2 separate regions of the Sus scrofa genome follow, and region 2 is linked to region 1. The links are chromatin contacts, called in public Hi-C maps. All regions are on one chromosome and are shown on one strand. The core of a region is the stretch at or near the end of the contact, and the rest is flanking DNA. Distances in the headings are between cores, read along the strand shown.

What was found. A called contact is a pair of places that touch in the nucleus more often than the background predicts.
Region 2: a Hi-C map of heart right ventricle shows a contact between it and region 1, with 2.4 times the contacts expected there. The contact joins two enhancer-like sites. A contact is called at or near these places in 3 of 47 Hi-C or Micro-C datasets (embryonic fibroblasts, fetal skeletal muscle and heart right ventricle).

What each region holds. Positions count from the first base shown.
Region 1 is chr14:78,811,977-78,815,414 of Sscrofa11.1, reverse strand. All of the region lies in intron 5 of LRMDA (a long non-coding RNA gene), which reads right to left. Among named protein-coding and RNA genes, the nearest start is that of LRMDA, 860 kb to the right of the region's middle. Within about 2 kb of position 1,429, at least 14 of the 83 cell types and tissues checked have an H3K27ac peak or open chromatin away from gene starts, as enhancers often do.
Region 2 is chr14:78,906,630-78,910,152 of Sscrofa11.1, reverse strand. All of the region lies in intron 5 of LRMDA (a long non-coding RNA gene), which reads right to left. Among named protein-coding and RNA genes, the nearest start is that of LRMDA, 950 kb to the right of the region's middle. Within about 2 kb of position 1,947, at least 15 of the 83 cell types and tissues checked have an H3K27ac peak or open chromatin away from gene starts, as enhancers often do.

The sequences.
Region 1 (3,438 bases), core at 180-2,679:
CCTGGGGTAATCAGCTCCTAAAGCCATACCATCCTTCACTGTTAGATAGTAATGATAATAGTCATGATGATGATATTGTTTAAAAAATTGCTAATGAGTATTTGTACTTATTTTGTAAACATGGGCCACATATTCATCTATACAATTTTTTACAACACTTCTGTGAAGCAGTGCTAAATTCTATTCCTCTTTTACAGATGAGGAAAACTAAGACCCAGAGAAATTAGGTAGGTGCTTGGGTTGCTAGCACATAGCAGAGCTGAGCCACAAATCTAGGCAGTTTGTCTCCAATGGCTACTGCCTTAACCATTATGATGCTTTACCACCTCCCTTCTCATTAAAGGCAAAGATTAAGTGAGGTAAGAGACAAAGATCTTAGCATTGCTCATTAAATATTCATGATGAGTTACTTTAATTTTGTATAGCATCTTACCTCTTCAGTTAGATTTAAGTTTCTTAAGAGATAGGGCTAATGTTTTATGGCTTCTCCTACCCTTCATAGTAGTTACAACAGGGACCTGCACACCACGAGTAATCAAATTATTCATTACACGGATGGGCTCTGCTCCTCACTTGTCATGCAGAAAAGCGCTGCTGAGATCCCTTCTGAGGGTGAAAGTAGTGAAATTGTCAGGCTAGCTATAATCTGAATCCATCCACAGTTTCCCTGCATTATTGTGATGGTCTATCTTTAGTAAATAACTACATATGGCATTCCTCATCTGGGTTTGTAGGGTTGTGTTAGAAATAATATTGTGTCATAGTAGTCCTACAGGGTTGATTTATTTTGGCTTAAAAGAAGGAACTTGGCCTCATGTGTCTCTCTTCCTCTCACAGTTTTTTTTTTTTTTTTTTTTTTTTTTTTTTTTTATTCCCAAGGGCTGCAGGTCAAGTTCTGTCCTTGGAACCAAAGCAGTTTTCCAAAATGAGGTGGAGCCAGCTCTGTCAAGCTGGGCCAGCTCTGCTGTCAGTGCCTTTCCCAAGTACATCAGACCCTCTGCTTGTAAAAATAAATTGATACCAATGCAAGAAATTTATTAGGAGATGACAGCCTGGTTCATAATGGAAATATGGAGAAAACATCATCCTTCAAAAGTGACAGTTTATCCATCATGCCTCAGATTCCTGAGATAGAAGCAGGCACTGTCACATACAATCCGCTGAGGACACATCTTCTTGGATTTCCTTTTGACAGGAAACTCTGAAATAATCCAGAAGAAGGGAAGGACTTGTGCTGCCCTTAATGTGCTCGGCCATAAATTTTGAGTATTAGCAGAAGAAACATGTGGCCAAGGACATGAATGATGGAGGAAATCAGGAGGCCTGGAATTCTCAAACGGCCCCTTCTTTTCTCTCAGGGTGATGAACTGGGACGGGGGTCAGAGAGGGTTAAGGCACTGCTGAGAGGGACATCAATTCCCTGTTATGTGTCAGCAAAGCCAACAGGTGGCAGGGCACCACTGCAGACACAGTGCTGCTTCGGGTCTGGTGACCAGGTCACCTTGCCCCGCTAACTTTCCAACTGCGATTATTTCCCCCTTAGCTACTTATTTATATTGATAAACTTGAGAGAGTTTAGGAGGGCCGTTTTAATTAGGAATAAAGGCAAGGATATTCCTGAGGATCACAAGAGGCCCGATCTTTTCAGGCTTAATGAGGTGACCTACCCAACCCTGTTGGAAATAATTGTGTATTGTATTAAAAGCCACTTTGGAAAATAAAATTGCAGTAGTAAACTGGAATGAAACAAACATGGTATTAAGGGGAAAAAATATTCACTGACAATTTTATGAGGCCTTAAAATATTTATGTTCTACACTTGCATTCTTTGGAGATTTGCTGAGTGTTGCTAGAATGGGGAAACTTTTTTAATGAGATACATGCATATTTTTTAAATTTACAGATCTTTTTTAGCAAAAATAGAAAGTCATAAATGGGAAACGGAAACCTAAACAAGGCGAGTATAGCATTAATGCTCTTATATTATTAATTCGCTCTTTATATTGGAAAAAATAAAAGTATGGTTGAATAATATGCAAGGAATCTTTGTTGTCAGTTTCTATTTGATTAACGTACAGGGACACTAGCATGATTACAAGATCCCAGATAAACTTAGTTTTTTTGCATGTGTTGTGTGGTGTGGATAGGAACAGGATATGTGCACTCTCGGGTTACTTGAGCACAGAGTCAAATACAGGGTTCTGATCCACTGCCCAAAATAAATCCCTAAGAACATCAGCGAAATAAATTACATGTTCTTATTCATAGGTAACAGTGCTTGAAAAAACACAGCGACACTGAGTCCTTCTTTAAATCCTCTCATCCTCTAAAGGAGGCAAATGAACTTCTAATGATTCACATTTGTTTCAACCAATCTTCCTGGTTCCCTGTCTCAAGAAAGACCTAAAACTCTGTTGACTTTACATGTCCAAATTAAATATATCTGTGTTTCCTTTTACTTTCTATATAAGTGCGTGCCAGCATGACTTAACATTCATCCAGAGTTTATTTCCCTATTAGTGGAAAACAAGTCATTTTTCAGTTTAATGAATAGCATCACTGTCTGACTTTTAACCAAAAATGTGACCTTAAACTTGATGGATCTCACCAGAAGGCACATTTTCAAATTATTTTTTCTATTGGAGGTTATGAATATGACTTCCCAAATTATTGTGACAGCTGTGAGGGGAAAGCCTGCATCACAGATAGAGCAGCTTAAAACAAAACTCAGACCTAACAAAATGGTAGTTTCATTTGTGAAACAAGAAAAAGGGAATGGGGGAAAAAGCATGAACCGTATGGGAGGAGAAAAAAAATACCTCCTTTGAGCCTTACGCAGCAGGAGAAAAGACTCATGTAAAGCAGCTAAAATTCCCATACTTTTTTGTTACTACCATTTTTGCTTCCAAATCATTCTAAATTGAGAAGGTGAAGGCTGTGCATTACTGATTCAAAAAACTCCAAGAGGACATCTGATATTTCTTCCTTATTAAGGATGATGGAGTGTAATTGATGTGCCTGGTACCTGGCCAATTCCAACTTTTTGAGAATGTTGTTTAATGTGCAGACATTATTTTTGGACTACTGAATGCCAGAAAATAATGAGCTGGCATTCAGCTTTGGTGAATAAGACCCTGAATTTTCATCTAAAAGCGGTTTTGAGTTATTGCTGTAGATAAGGTGTAACTGTGCAAGGGAATTTTATCCATGTTTCTCCCATGAATCATAAATGAGGGAAAAAATTGCAGTCTAAATTGCACTTAAAAGGAATAAAGTCTTTTCATGCCATACATGATTTATCAAAATGATCTCATTTTAAGGGTACTGTGGTGTATCTTGATTAATCACATTAGGAAGCATGATGAATAGCCTCTTTAATGGTAACACACGATTTATTGGCAACATCCAGGCTTGAACCAGAAGGGTAAGAAGTAAAAT
Region 2 (3,523 bases), core at 698-3,197, 94 kb before region 1:
GGTGATATCCTTTTAGGAGATGAATAAGCAGAAACTCAGATAACTTAAAAGGCTTGGCCAAGTTCATATAGCTAGTAAATGGCAGAGATCAGAAACAGACCTCCAGGCAGAACCCGGTGATTAAAAGCTGGACTCGGTTGCCCTGTCTGGATTTGAAGCCCATTCTGCCTCTCACCAATCATATTAGGAGAGTTGCCTTCTTTTTGCTTTAGTCATTTTTCTGAAAATTAGGCAAATGATGTGCCGATCTCACAGAATATCGTCATGTTTATGTGAGGTAATCAATTCAAACTTCATTAACCTAAAGTGCTTAGAGACTTTCTTTACAAGGCAAAGGCTCAATATATGTTGCAGCTAATATCCATTTGATTGGTTCAACATATATTTGTTGAGCAACAGGGTGTGCCAGCCCCTGAGGGTGTAACACTAATACAGACATATAATCATGTCCTTGGAGAGCTTCCTTTCCAGTGTGGGAGGACACACAATACATAAAATTGTTCAACTTTATAATATTTTTGGATTTGCAAAACAGATGGCAAGGTCATTCTGGAGCTCACAGAGAGAGGTCAGAGCTGGAAAGAGAATCATGAGAGATATGCGTAGAAGAGATGGTAAAAGATCCAGAGTGGCTGAGATTGATAAAAAAGGAAGAATGGCTCAAAGACTGAATCTTGAAGGTCACATTGAAGAAGAGGAGAATTAAGTAAGGAGAGAAAGGGGGCAGAGGGAGGTATGGGAGGAAGTTAAGAGAACAAGGTGACAACTAAGGGATGAAAGCATTCAGGGTGATCATTGCAAGGAGTCAGCAGGCAAAGGCTGTGAAGAGGACATTGGATTGCTGCCCAGAAGAGAGATGATGAAGGAAGATAAGGTGTGGGAGGAGTGAAGAAGTTGGGGAGGGTGAGAGAGGAGCAAAAGCGAGGGAAAAATGTAACAAGTCCCAAGGGCTCTTTCTACATCTGGCAGTAAAACAAAGGAGGTGGCATGAGAGAGAGAAAGAACTAGAGAGAGAGAGAATGGGAGAGAGAGAGAGAGTATGGGAGAGAGAGGGAGAGGGAGAAAGAGAGGAGGAAGAGTAAGGGAAAGTTGTTTTCAGGCAGAGGAAATAGGACAACGATGTTTCAGGATATAGGAGTACCACAGAAGAGTCAAAAGGACTCATAAAAAACATGCAGGTTTAGAGTCTTATTAAACTAATGAGGTGCCTTTTAATTTCCCACCACCTTTCTCCCCAAACAGCTAATCCACTGCTTTGTAACCTGTGTTAGAACACTTGCCTACATTTATAGAATCACAGACCAGCTTGTTACTTAGAGAACACAGAGTTTTCAGGGGAGGGACACAACTTCTGATTCTGTATCCCTCCCTGATCACTGCAAAAAGTTGAATGTGGAGCTTTGTTAAAGCTGGATATGTTCCAAAAATCCACAGCAGGCTGACTGGTTAACCCTATAACCATGAATCAGAGACTAAATGGGGTGTGAGCCTTCCTTCCTGAACCCTTACATCTGAATAGACCACCATCTTCCTGAAGTACATTTAAGGAGGAAGAGCCTTCATCCTCCACCTAGAAACAGGAAGAAATTTAAAATAACAACCCAAGTTTGTTTCAAGCCAAGGATTATACAATTTGAGGAATAAACCACAAACTAGACAGCCACAAGCACCTTACTCAGCCATTATCCCCAAATAAGGCAAGATTTCATTTATTTTTCTCTGGCTTTAATGCTGTATTTTTCACTCCAGGCCTCCAGCCCATAAGTCAAACAAACTTTGGGAAACATTCAACATTTTGAGAGAAATCCAAAGGGTAATCCGGTCTCATCAAAACCAAACTAAACCATTGGCAAACAGAGGCCAGTGACTTGTAACTGCACCACGTTTGTCCCAGTGGAGCGCTAAGATTTTGCAAACATTCTCCATTCCCTCACTGGATTTCTCACCAAGTGAAGGCCAGAGTCCCCATCTGCTTTCCATCACTGTCCCTGCCTTGCACTCTGGCAGAGCTCTGCCCTGGCTACCTTTGTTATTCCTCCAAAGTGGCCCGCCCCAACAGAGCAAAGGAGGCCTGGGCAAAGCCCCGCCGCCTGGTTCACACTTTTGGGAACATGCAATCGGCCAGAGGCATGACTCTGTCCTTGTCTCCGAACTCTCACATCTTACTTCTCTCTGCCTTTGCTCTCTACTCCTGGAAAAGGGAGATCAGCAACACTACAATGAATGTGCTTTGAGATCCCAGGACGGTCCGCACTATGCCATAAATAGAATTTTGGCCAGGAAAGAGTAATCTTGTAAACTGAAGCACTTTAAAAATAGCAAAGGATTTATCTGAAGTAGAATAGGAATGGTCCTTTAGGGAAATGATGTAGTCGATTGTAGGCAAACACTTTCAACACAGAAAGTCCATGAAATAGAGCTGTAATATGTATATAATCATTCTAATTATGGTGCATTTTTAAAGTCAATTACACAAACCTGGCAATGGGTTTAGTGGAGCAGTTGAGTTTCTGGGAAACGATGCAGAGAAAGTGTAAATGTGGATGAAATCTTGTCTGGACCACATAGGCTGTGGATAGCCAGTCACAAGTCAGTCCCCATTTACCCCTTTCTACCATGGGTTACTGGAATGACTTGGCAGGTGAGAATGAGAACAAATTCAGTCTTCAAGGAGTCCCGACATGATGTAACAGTAAGATCAGTTAGCATTTTCTTTCCAATCTTTTTTAAGAAAATAATCCCAAGAGCGAAAAGATAGCTACACATGAAAATTTCATCTCTCGATTATTATGATTGTGAAGAAAGGTAACCCAGGGAGTTCCCTTTGTGGCTCAGCAGTTAACGAACCCGACTAGGATCCATGAGGATGTGGGTTCAATCCCTGGCCTCATTCAGTGGGTTAAGGATCTGGCATTGCTGTGAGCTGTGGTGTAGGTCGCAGACACGGCTTGGATCCCATGTTGCTGTGGCTGTGGTGTAGGCCGGCAGTTGTAGCTCCAATTTGATCCCTAGCCTGGGAACCTCCATAGTCTCCTTGCCTCTAAGGACTGGTACCAGAATGATCTTTCCAATTAGCCAATCTGATCTGCAGTGATTTTTTTCCCCAAGCATTTATGACAAAGTCCCCACTCCTTAAGTTGGCATACGAAGTTCTTCATGATCTCGCTCCAACTCACCTCTGCTACCAGCTCCCTCACCCACATCTTTGTCTTCCCTTTTCCCCTCTACCCTTCCACACCACATTCTCTGGCCAAACTAAAATTCACTTTCTTCTCCAGACCATGTATCTTTTCTCTGAGCCATCTTATGCACTGTTCCCTCTAACCTGAACACTCTTCCCATATATCTCCCTGGTTAATTGTGATATACTGTCAGGTCTCAGCTTCGAGGTCAACTTCTCCAGGAAAACCTCCCTAATCCTTACCTAAAACTGGATTCCATGTTCTTTGAAATGTTCTCACAAGTCTGCATGTCCACTACAAATCTCTTACCATGGGTAAAAGTTGTTAATGTTAAATATAAA